Linked DNA regions of Gossypium raimondii: region 2 is linked to region 1. A link is a contact called in public Hi-C data. All regions are on one chromosome and are shown on one strand. The core of a region is the stretch at or near the end of the contact, and the rest is flanking DNA. Distances in the headings are between cores, read along the strand shown.

The links. A called contact is a pair of places that touch in the nucleus more often than the background predicts.
Region 2: a Hi-C map of leaf shows a contact between it and region 1, with 2.1 times the contacts expected there. The contact joins the promoter of LOC105762210 here to the promoter of LOC105793877 in region 1. A contact is called at or near these places in 2 of 2 Hi-C or Micro-C datasets (both in leaf).

What each region holds. Positions count from the first base shown.
Region 1 is chr7:35,868,996-35,874,338 of ASM2569854v1, forward strand. It overlaps LOC105793877 (pentatricopeptide repeat-containing protein At5g01110), which reads left to right and starts at 3,944. Exons shown (of 3, transcript XM_012622774.2): 1 at 3,944-4,170; 2 at 4,264-5,343. The coding sequence starts at 4,339.
Region 2 is chr7:36,031,740-36,036,765 of ASM2569854v1, forward strand. It overlaps LOC105762210 (protein LATERAL ROOT PRIMORDIUM 1), which reads left to right and starts at 2,847. Exons shown (of 5, transcript XR_008197912.1): 1 at 2,847-4,634; 2 at 4,794-5,026.

The DNA.
Region 1 (5,343 bases), core at 2,694-5,193:
GTAGAGCATTACTGCACTGAAGGTTACCATTGCTGATGGGGGCAATTTTTCCACCTATAAGCTTTATAAAGTGGTCTCTTGGAAAGCTCAAGGCAGCTAATTTGCCATCGATTTTATGGTGTTGCATTGAAGGGATGTGATATTGTATTAGGGATTCAGTGGTTGTTATCATTGGGATCTATAGTTTGGAACTTTGCTTCATTGACAATGTAATTTTCCTACTAAGGACAACCATTCACTCTTCAACGAATCATACCTGGTGTCATTCAAATCATGTCTACTACACAATCTTCAAAGTGTTTTTTTTGGTGGGGCATGAATTAGGACCTTGTTTCGAAGTCATGACTTCAAGCAATCAAGCTACATTAGCGACAATTGCCAAGGCTCCTAATCTAGAACTGCAGCAGCTCCTTGCAGAGTATGCTAATGTATTTTAGGCACTTAGTGGCCTACCTCTCCCTCGTTTGCAAGATCATAGAATTCCTTTCAAGGACAAGAACTTGGTGGTGAATATTTGACCACATCATTATCCAACAGTTCAGAAGAATGAGGCAGAATGGCTAATCAAAGAGATGTTACAAGCAAGAGTCATTTGAGACAATAACAGCTCATTTGCTTATCTTATTGTCATGGCCAAGAAGAAAGATAGGAGCTGGAGGCTTTGTGTTGACTGTAGATGGCTTAACCAACTTACTATCAAGGATAAATTTCCCATTCCAGTGATAAAAAAGTTATTGGATGAGCTTGAATAGGCCAAATTTTTCTTCAGGTTGGATTTAAGGTCTGACTACCATCAAATTCAAATGTGGGAACAAGACATTCATAAAGTCTCCTTTCGAACACATGAAAGCCACTATGAATTCCTCGTTATGCCCTTTGGCCTCACGAATGCCCCATCAAGCTTTCAAGCTCTAATAAATAAATGTTGTGTTTAAGCCCTTCCTAAGGAAATCCATTGTAGTGTTCTTTGATGACATACTAATCTACTCAGTTACAAGGTCTGACCACTTATCACATCTTAGGGAGGTCATTCATTGTTAAGGACTCATACTAATGATGACATACTAATGATGGCAGCACGACAGTAATGCGGTAGTGGTGTAGCGATGATGAGGTGTGGAGGAGGCGTGGAAGAGAGGTGAGTTTTTGTGGTGTTATAATGGTGTTTTGATTAGAATGTTATGGCTAATAGTGGTGACTCGGTGGTAAAAAGTAAAAGAAATAGTGGTTAAAGGAGGAGGAAAAGAGAGAAAAAAGAGGAGAGAAAGTTGAAATGAAAAGTAAATGAGAATTTTGGGTGTCTAAGTGCATGGGACGACAAGGTCAATGGGGGAGAGGGAAAAAGTAGAAAGGAGTGGTTCAAGGGAAAGTAAAGGAAGGTGAGGGAACATAAGGAGGAAAATATGGGCTATTGGAGGAAAGAAGAGCAACTTAAGGGAGGAAAGAATCTCTCCCTTTTGGCAACTTTGGGTGGATGGCAAGTGGGGTGTTGACCAACCTTTTTAATACTAAAAATTCTAAAAAAAAATAATATATGGGTCAGGGGATTTGAACATAGGATCTTAAGGAATTTAATTAAGCCATTTAGCACTAGGTCATTTAACTTGCTTGCGCATGAACTTATGAAATTACAAATAAAAATATGGGGAGTGACAATTAGTGTTTTCACCCCATGAGTTACCATATAGTCATTAGCTTTTACCCTTGATGCTCTTGGGTTGTGTGGACACACTGAAGTCATTGAGTTCATGATTTCTACATTTTCCTCAATGAAGTTTATGTTGGGAATCCCGAGTTACAAGTGCTCAAAAGCAATCAAGTTGGCTTGGTTGAAATTGCCAGAGAGAAAACGTTCTCTATATAAATGCTCATTCTTCATCCCCTACTCCCGAGATAAATTTTTTTCCTCTTTATACCCCGCATCGTCCCCTATATAAATGCTCATTCTTCATCCCCTACTCACCCACATCTTAGTCTCCTCTAAATTATTTTTTCTCTTTTTCTTGTGTGTTGAAATTTTTGGGTTTAAAGATTTATTTCTCTCTTGCTTTGAGGGAGACATAGTCATAATTTTAAATTGTGTTTGGGTTCACGATGATGTCATGAAGCTCGGTAACCTAAAAATTTCACTTGCCATGTGAGTATGGCACAATCATTTGAGAAATCGGGATCACTTTGCAACTCAAGATCCAAGTTGGCGGTGATTATATTGTCTCGAGTTGAAGTGTAACTAGGGCTTCAAGGTTACAAAGTTTATGTTGTTAAAGGATGGAGCATAACTGGGGCACTAGTTGGCAATGGTTATGTGGACACGACAACCATTTTCTCCTCGTCAGAGGAGCATGCTTCATAAAATCCACATGGAAGTGAGAGGAAGAAAAACACAAGGGTCTTCTAGTATAATCAAGTAATTCGTCTTGTTCATGTCCACCAAAGGTAGTGACCTTGTTAGTAAAACTTGTTACACCCCAATTACGTCACATGTTATAATAACGGGGGTCACCGCCTTTGGTGGATATGGACAAAACAAAATACTTGATTATACTAAAAGGCCACTACGTTTTTCTTCTTCGTACGCTTGTTTGAGTTTTATAAAGCATCCATCTCTGATGAGGGAAAACTGATTGTTGTGTCCGCATAACCACTGTCAACTATGACCCCATTTATGCTCCATCCCTTGACAACATAACATTCGTAAACTTGAAGCCCTAGTTACACGTCGACCCCAAACCGTATAATCATCGCCAATTGGGACCTTTAGTTGCAACGCGATTTGGCTTCCTAATTGATGACTCCATACTCACATGACAGATGAAATTTGTAGGTTACCCAACTCCATGACACCACTGTAAATTCAAACATTCATTTAAATTATAACCATGTCTATCTCAAACATGGACAAAGATAAATCTACAAACTTTTAATTTCCAACCGTAAGGAAAAAAAAGAAGAAAAAAATAAATTTTACCAAAGTGAAAACACGTCTTATAGGGCGCGTTTTTATTCTCTCTCTTGAAAATGCATCTACATGATGCGTTTTCACTATTACATCAATGAAAATGTGCTCTGTAGGACATGTTTTCCTTTCTCTCTCCAAAAATTAACGTAAATCGATAAAATTTAAAAAAATGACATACTTTCTTAAATGTTTTTTTTTCCAACATATTCTATTAAATTAACTAAATAAAAGTGAGATAAAAAATATTTTTATTTTAAATTTTTTATAACTTTTACAATTTTTTTGAAAATTTTAATTAATATGCCAGCAACTAGCACATGTGGCCATCCACGTGGCATGCACATCAGCAAATTAACGATACTATTAATTTTTCCATCCAATTATGGATAATTTAAAAAATAATAATAGTTTGAGGGCTGAAAAGAAAAGAGAGGACTAAATTAGTTATTTCCAAAAAGATTAAGAGCGAAAAATGTGATTATGCATACATGGAAAAGAAGAATTGATGAAATATAAAATGAAATAATAAGTCTTTAATTACAAGACAATCTCTTTGGCTATTAATTAGATAAAATAATGATGCGTAGAAGGTTGCGAAGCATTGTTTTCATATCAATGGTTAGGCCCAAATCAATGAAGAAGATAAAACCCATATTACTACTCAAATTTGCTGATTTCCTCCAAATATTTATACTAGTTAACACACTATTGAGAATGATTATTATTTTTAGTTTAGTTGATAGAATTTAAAATTTTTTATTTGGTTGAGAGAAATATATTTAATGTTTCAATTAGAAAATTATTAAATTATATTGGGAGCGACCGAATTGTGAATTTATTAATATTTGAGCAACTACATTATAAATTTACCAATAATTCAGTGACCAATTTGTAACTGTTTGAAGTTGAGGGATTAAAGTATAAGCTTAGAAATAGTTTAGTGAGTTGGGTGTAGTTTATACCGTCGTAAATTAATTCTTGATCACTGCCTGAAATTATAGGGGCGTAGCTGGTAAATCAGGAGCTCTACATAACTTGTGGGTAAAATGAAGAACGTTTGTTTGAGGACATCCCTTTGGCTCAATCGGTGGCAACGACCTTCTCCAATCGTATCGGAATGAATCTAAATAGCTGCCATATGCTTGTCAGCGTCAAGTCGTGTAGACATCACAGACTCCGTTCTTAAATGGTCAATCTCAGCTACAAAAAATGTAAGCCAAAGCTCTGTTGGCTTTATACTGTAAGATAATTGATAAAGCACATGGTATAATTGATTCGTATATTTGCTGCTTTCGTTAATGTAGCTTCGATTATGCAGTGCCAGATTGAACAGCTTGCAAAATTGATGCAAAAGGTTTGAAACCTACGCAAAATCACTCATGTCACGGCTACTCTTTCGAAATCTCCCTCTCCAGACTTCACCTACCCGCAAATTTCTTAGAAATTTACAAACCCTACAAACCCCACCAAATGGGGAACCGGATTCGTTCATGGTGGAGAAGATTCTGTTCAGTTTAAAGCAAGGTAATGCGAACTCTTTGCGTAATTATCGATTTCGAATAAACCCGTTGATCGTAGTTGAGGTTCTTTTGCACTGCCGTGAGAATTTGCAATTGGGTAAAAGATTTGTTGATTTTATTGTGCTTAATTGCTCGAATTTTAAGCATTCTTCGATGTCCTTAAGTGCAATGATTCATGTTCTTGTGACATGTGGAAGGTTGTCTGATGCACAGGCTTTGGTTCTTAGGATGGTTAGGAAAAGTGGGGTTTCACGTGTTGAAACTGTGGAGTCTTTGGTTTCCACCTGTGGAAATTTTGGGTCAAATGGTTCTGTTTTTGATTTGTTAATTAGGTCTTATGTGCAAGCTAGGAAGTTAAGAGAAGGATCCGAGGCCTTTATGATTTTGAGAAGTAAAGGTTTTTGTGTTTCTATTAATGCCTGTAATAGTCTTCTTGGTGGATTAGTGAAGATTGGATGGGTTGATTTGGCTTGGCAAGTGTATAATGAAGTTGTTAGAACTGGGGTTGAGTTAAATGTGTATACATTAAATATTATGGTTAATGCTTTGTGTAAAGATGGAAAGATCAGTTGTGTTAAATCTCTTTTATCAGAAATGAAAGAGAAGGGAATTTTTTCTGATATTGTGACATACAATACAATGATTAATGCGTATTGCCGTGAAGGGCATTTGGAAGAAGCCTTTGGGTTGATGAAATCCATGTCAAATAAAGGGTTGAAACCAGGCCTTTTTACTTATAATTCAATTGTGTATGGTTTATGCAAGAGAGGGAACTTTGAAAGAGCAAAAGAAGTTTTAAATGAGATGCTATGGATAGGGTTGAGTCCTGATACTACTACCTATAATACTTTGCTTGTTGAGAGT
Region 2 (5,026 bases), core at 1,597-4,096, 160 kb after region 1:
GTAAGAGAAATGGACTGCATGTATCATTATCTACAATGAATGTGTTTTCTTGTTAAGAACAAAATAACTTAGAGAATTAATTTAAGGTTCTTTGAATTATTATTTATTTAATTAAATAATTGAAGTTTGAATATGGAATTAAATTAATTAGTCATTATGGATTTATTAAATAAGGAAATTAAAATATTTCCTCATAAATTTTATTACGGAAAAGTTATTATGACTTTAATGTAATTAGAATTGAATTGGAAAGATATTTAATTGAGAAATTAATTTAGTTGATGTAATTTATTAAATTAATTGATTAAATAATAATTATTTTAGGTAATATAAAATATATATTAGGTTAAACAAAATTACAAGTGATGGATTAAAAGTTTAAAGAAACACATATAATTAGACGCGATAAATAAGAGATCCAAATCTAGCTCTCATATAGCATGAGAGGTAGCAACCCTAGTAAAAATACAAGGGTGTCACCTCCCCCTCTAATCTAATTAGAGTAGAGTGTATTTTTTATTAAAATAATATGATTTATTCCAAACTTATTCAACAATAACTCTTGTATTTTTCTCTATAAATAAAGAGCACCGATAGAACTATTTATGCTCCTTCCTTACAAAGAATAAATTATACTTTTTGGGAATTACGAATAATTACCGGTTTATAGAGATAACTTATAATCTTATTGAAAGTAAGCAATTTATTTTTATTCTATAATGTAATTTGTGTTGCTCGAGAATGTTATTCGATTGAAAGTCAGGATCAACTTGAACCCACCTCACAGAATGCACAAGTATAAATCTAGTTTAAGTTTATTGTTATAAATATCACAATAGTTCGATTTTAAGAAAATTTTAAAACTAAATAAATGTTTTGTTATTATATATTTATATTGTATGTGTTTTTATTACAGGGATGCTTGTGAATAGTGGTAACTGCTATGCGTGTTAGTTGTATAAGATCCGTCATATTTGACGTTGAGAACTCTTTAACTTGCTCCACCTTGATATTGGTTTTGCTATCCTTTTAGACTCGTAGTTGTCTTCATCACTCAATACCCTGAACTTGTGTGAATTGGTTGAAGCTTTCAAATGAATGTTTCAACTTAATTTGCTTCTTTGTTAAATGTAGTCACCAAATAAGAATAGTTTTGCATCCATAAATTGGGTTTTCTGTATAAGATGGATGATAGACTGGATATTGCATTACAGTGTGTTCTTAGGTAAAGCTACAGTTAATTCTTCAAAATTATAATGAGTGTGTCCTGTTTCAATAATGAATTAAGTCCGGCACAGGCAATAGGCAATAGGCAATAGGCAATAGGCAATAGGCATTCGCAACTTTTCTAGTATACTCACACAAACATATTATTAGATCTTTTATAAACACTATATTTAAATTTTCAATAGAATTTAATATTGTGGATTTTATTTATTTTTATTTTTATTTTTATTTTACGTATTTTTATTTTAAATGTAGATAATTACCTTTTTTTTCTTAAGAATTCGTACTACTAGATTTAAAATTACAATATTTAATTATTAAATAAAATTAATATTTTGAGAATGTGTTATAAAGAATTTTTTTAGAGAAATAACCTCCTTAAACTTTTTTTGTATTCTTTTAATTAATTTTTGGGATGATATCCATCTCCAAAGAATTAAGGTTGATATTTGTCCCTAATTATTTTGATATGTTTTTATGAATTTGGGGATATTCGTCCATAATGTTTTAGGGACGAAATTTGTCCATTTTCATATTCGTCCCAGATAAAATTTTAAAGAATAACTGTTGGAGACGAGCTAAATCGTCCTTAAATCTATTGAGGACTATTCAATTAATTTTAAATTTCGAAATGTTTTATTGAATATCGAATTAAAATACCTTTGAAGAAACTTTTCATAAATCTTGGATTTTTTTAATTTTAAAATTATTTTCATTTTATTTATAAATTTAAAAATATTTTTATGTTTTTTTTATTTTAAGGAGCTTTTTCATTTTTAGAATTATAGCTTTTATTTATTATTTTTGAAATTTTATTTTTACTTTAACTTTATTTTTGAGGTGGCAAATAATACAAAATAGTGTCACATTAGTAATGAATTTGAGGTAAGTGTCAAATTGAATAAATTTGTAAATATTGAAGGTTCAATTTGCTATTATGTTTTATATATAAAACAACAAAATAAACATTTGAAATAAAAATTTAATGGAGAGATTGTTTTGCTCATTCATTTAACATAAAAGAGCTAATTTATCTAATTATTAGTATGATATTCAAATTTAGAGTTTATAAATTAGATAGATTCTTTTTTTTTTGCCCTGAGTCTTGACTTGAACCTAAAACTACTCTCATTAGGTCAAATGTATGGTCGCTAGAATCTTGTATTATCATTTAAAATATAGATAAAAATTTATTAATGAAATCAAATTAAACTATAAAATAATTTTATTTAAATTTAGGTTGGGATTATTCACATATGATCCAAATATTTTAAAATGATCATCTTACATAAAAGTTAAACCTTTTAACAATATTAAAATAAAGACTAAACCTTTTTAAAACTGCTTAAATAAGAGTTTCTTGACTATTGTAAAGCATGTATGTTTTTGTTCTTTAATTTTCTTTTCAATTGTTAGACATCTTATTTTAAAAAATGAGACACCCTTGAAAAATTATGTTCTAACTTAAGCATTTAGTGTAATCCGGGTCGAATTTATGAAACCCAGCATTCCATGGAAAGGTGGATGGTGAGGTGAGTTTAAAGAGGGCGCATAAAATTACAACAACTAAAGAACAAAAGTCTTTATACCCTCTTTTCTCATCATTCATTCTATAGTTAGCGTGTGATTATTGGAGAGAGAGGGAGAGAGAAAGCAAAGCAAAAGGGAGTGAGAGGTAGAGAGGAACCCACCTCAGTATTGCTTTCTAGTAAATAAAAGGAACAAACCAAATTAAAAATAAACAAAGAACATGTAGCTGATGAAGGAAAAGATGTGGACTGGAAGAGAAAGGTCGGCAACAAACAACTACTGAAGAAGAAACATACATATATATAAGAAATATAGAAAGACAACAGAAGAAAAGGCTCGTTTCGTTACTTCATCCTAATACATATCTGTTTTTTTGTTATCTTATATTACTACAAGACTGCAGTAGTTTCAGCTTGGCTTGGGGATTTCATTTGATTTCCTTTCAATTCTTTTTCCTCCTTCCTATTATATGTTTTAGTTAACCCAGAAGGGAACTGAGTCAAAGTGACAGTAGCAGTAGCCGCAGCTAAGCTAACAGAAAACTCGCAATCTCTCTCAGTATAGCTAGCAGATTAATGGCAGAAGGCAAAGGAGAGCCAAAAAAAAAAGAAGAAATAAACAATTCTGCTTGCTGTGCTGTTCACTAATTGGAAAGCCACCCAACAAAGAAGATCTCTTTCTCTTTCTCTTTCTTTTTATCTTCTTCTGTTACAATTTCAGAGATTCGACCCCACCCTTTCCCCCTTCTCTCTAACTCATATAACACCTAAATAGAGAGATATCTTCTTTCTCCACTTCTCTCCATCTTTTCTTTTTTGGTTTTTCCCTTGTTTTCCTTTTTCATATTGAAACTTGACTTTTACTCTTGATTATGTGTATGTTTTATGTTTGTAAAGATTGAGTTTTCAGCAATTGAAGGAGACGTCTTTATCTATATAATTTCGTTATTATCGTTGTCATTGTGGCTACCACAAGAAGGCAGCTACCTTCAGACTCAGGAGCCTTTGCAGATTGGGCGACGTCATCGTCCGCAGCAATCCGAGCTGGCCCCGATGACCTGTCCCTTGGCTTCAACGCAAACGCGGCTGCCGCGGTGGCTGCTCCACCTGGATCCACCAGCGCTCAATGGCCACCCTCAGCTCGTCCACTCAACTACGGGCTTCCCTCTGAAATGGGGATGGTTGGTCTCCGCGATTTCGTTGTTGTTGCTCCTGCGTCTTTTAACCATCATCACCATCACCATCACCACCATGCTCAAGATCCCATCATCGGAAATGATCAAATCAACGGTCAAAATGCTGCCACGGCACTTGGTGTTGGCGTTGGTGTTTTCCCACTCCTTACAGCATCTCCATGCTTAGCTCCTCAAAATATGGAAGATTCTGATTTAGTGAATAACAGTGGTCGTAACAAACTCAGTGGGATGCAGTTATGGCAGAACCAAACCTCTCCTAATTATCTTAAAAAACAATCTTCAACCCTTGACAATAACAATTCTTCCATGAATTTGATACAAACCAGTGGTGGCGGTGGGATGGGAGGTGGGAGTGGTGGCTCAGGTACTAGCTCAGGGACTACATGTCAAGATTGTGGGAACCAGGCCAAGAAAGATTGTAGTCATAGGAGATGTAGAACATGCTGTAAAAGTCGGGGATTTGATTGCCCTACTCACGTGAGGAGCACGTGGGTGCCTGCTGCTAGGAGAAGAGAGCGCCAGCTGATGACGGCCGCCCCTACTACTGCCTGTGCTGGCTCGTCAGGGTCTACTTCTGGGGCTAAGAAGCCGAGACTTGTGACTTCACAGACTACAACCACTCTTCATACATCAACTTCAAACACTACTCCAAGAAGCTTAGACACTAGCTCAAGTCACCAAGGTTTGCTTTTTGCCTTCTCTTTTGTTGCTTGGTTTTCTAGTTCATGGCTTTATTTATTTAGCAAGATTGGTTTATTCTTTAATTGTTAGGGTTGTTTCAGGAGGCTGAAAATTGAGTAGGGTTTTGACTGAATTTTTCTTTTTTCTTTTTACTATGCAGATGCAGGCTTTAAAGAGACATTGCCGGGGCAAGTACGTGCACCGGCGGTATTCAAGTGTGTAAGAGTGACAGCAGTAGAGGATGGTGAAGATGAGTATGCATATCAAGCAGTTGTTAAGATTGGTGGACATGTGTTCAAAGGGTTCCTTTATGACCAAGGAGTTGAAGAAAGAGATGGGTTTCCAAATATATCTGAATTGCATCTTGGCGGCGGCAGTGGGACAAATGGGGGT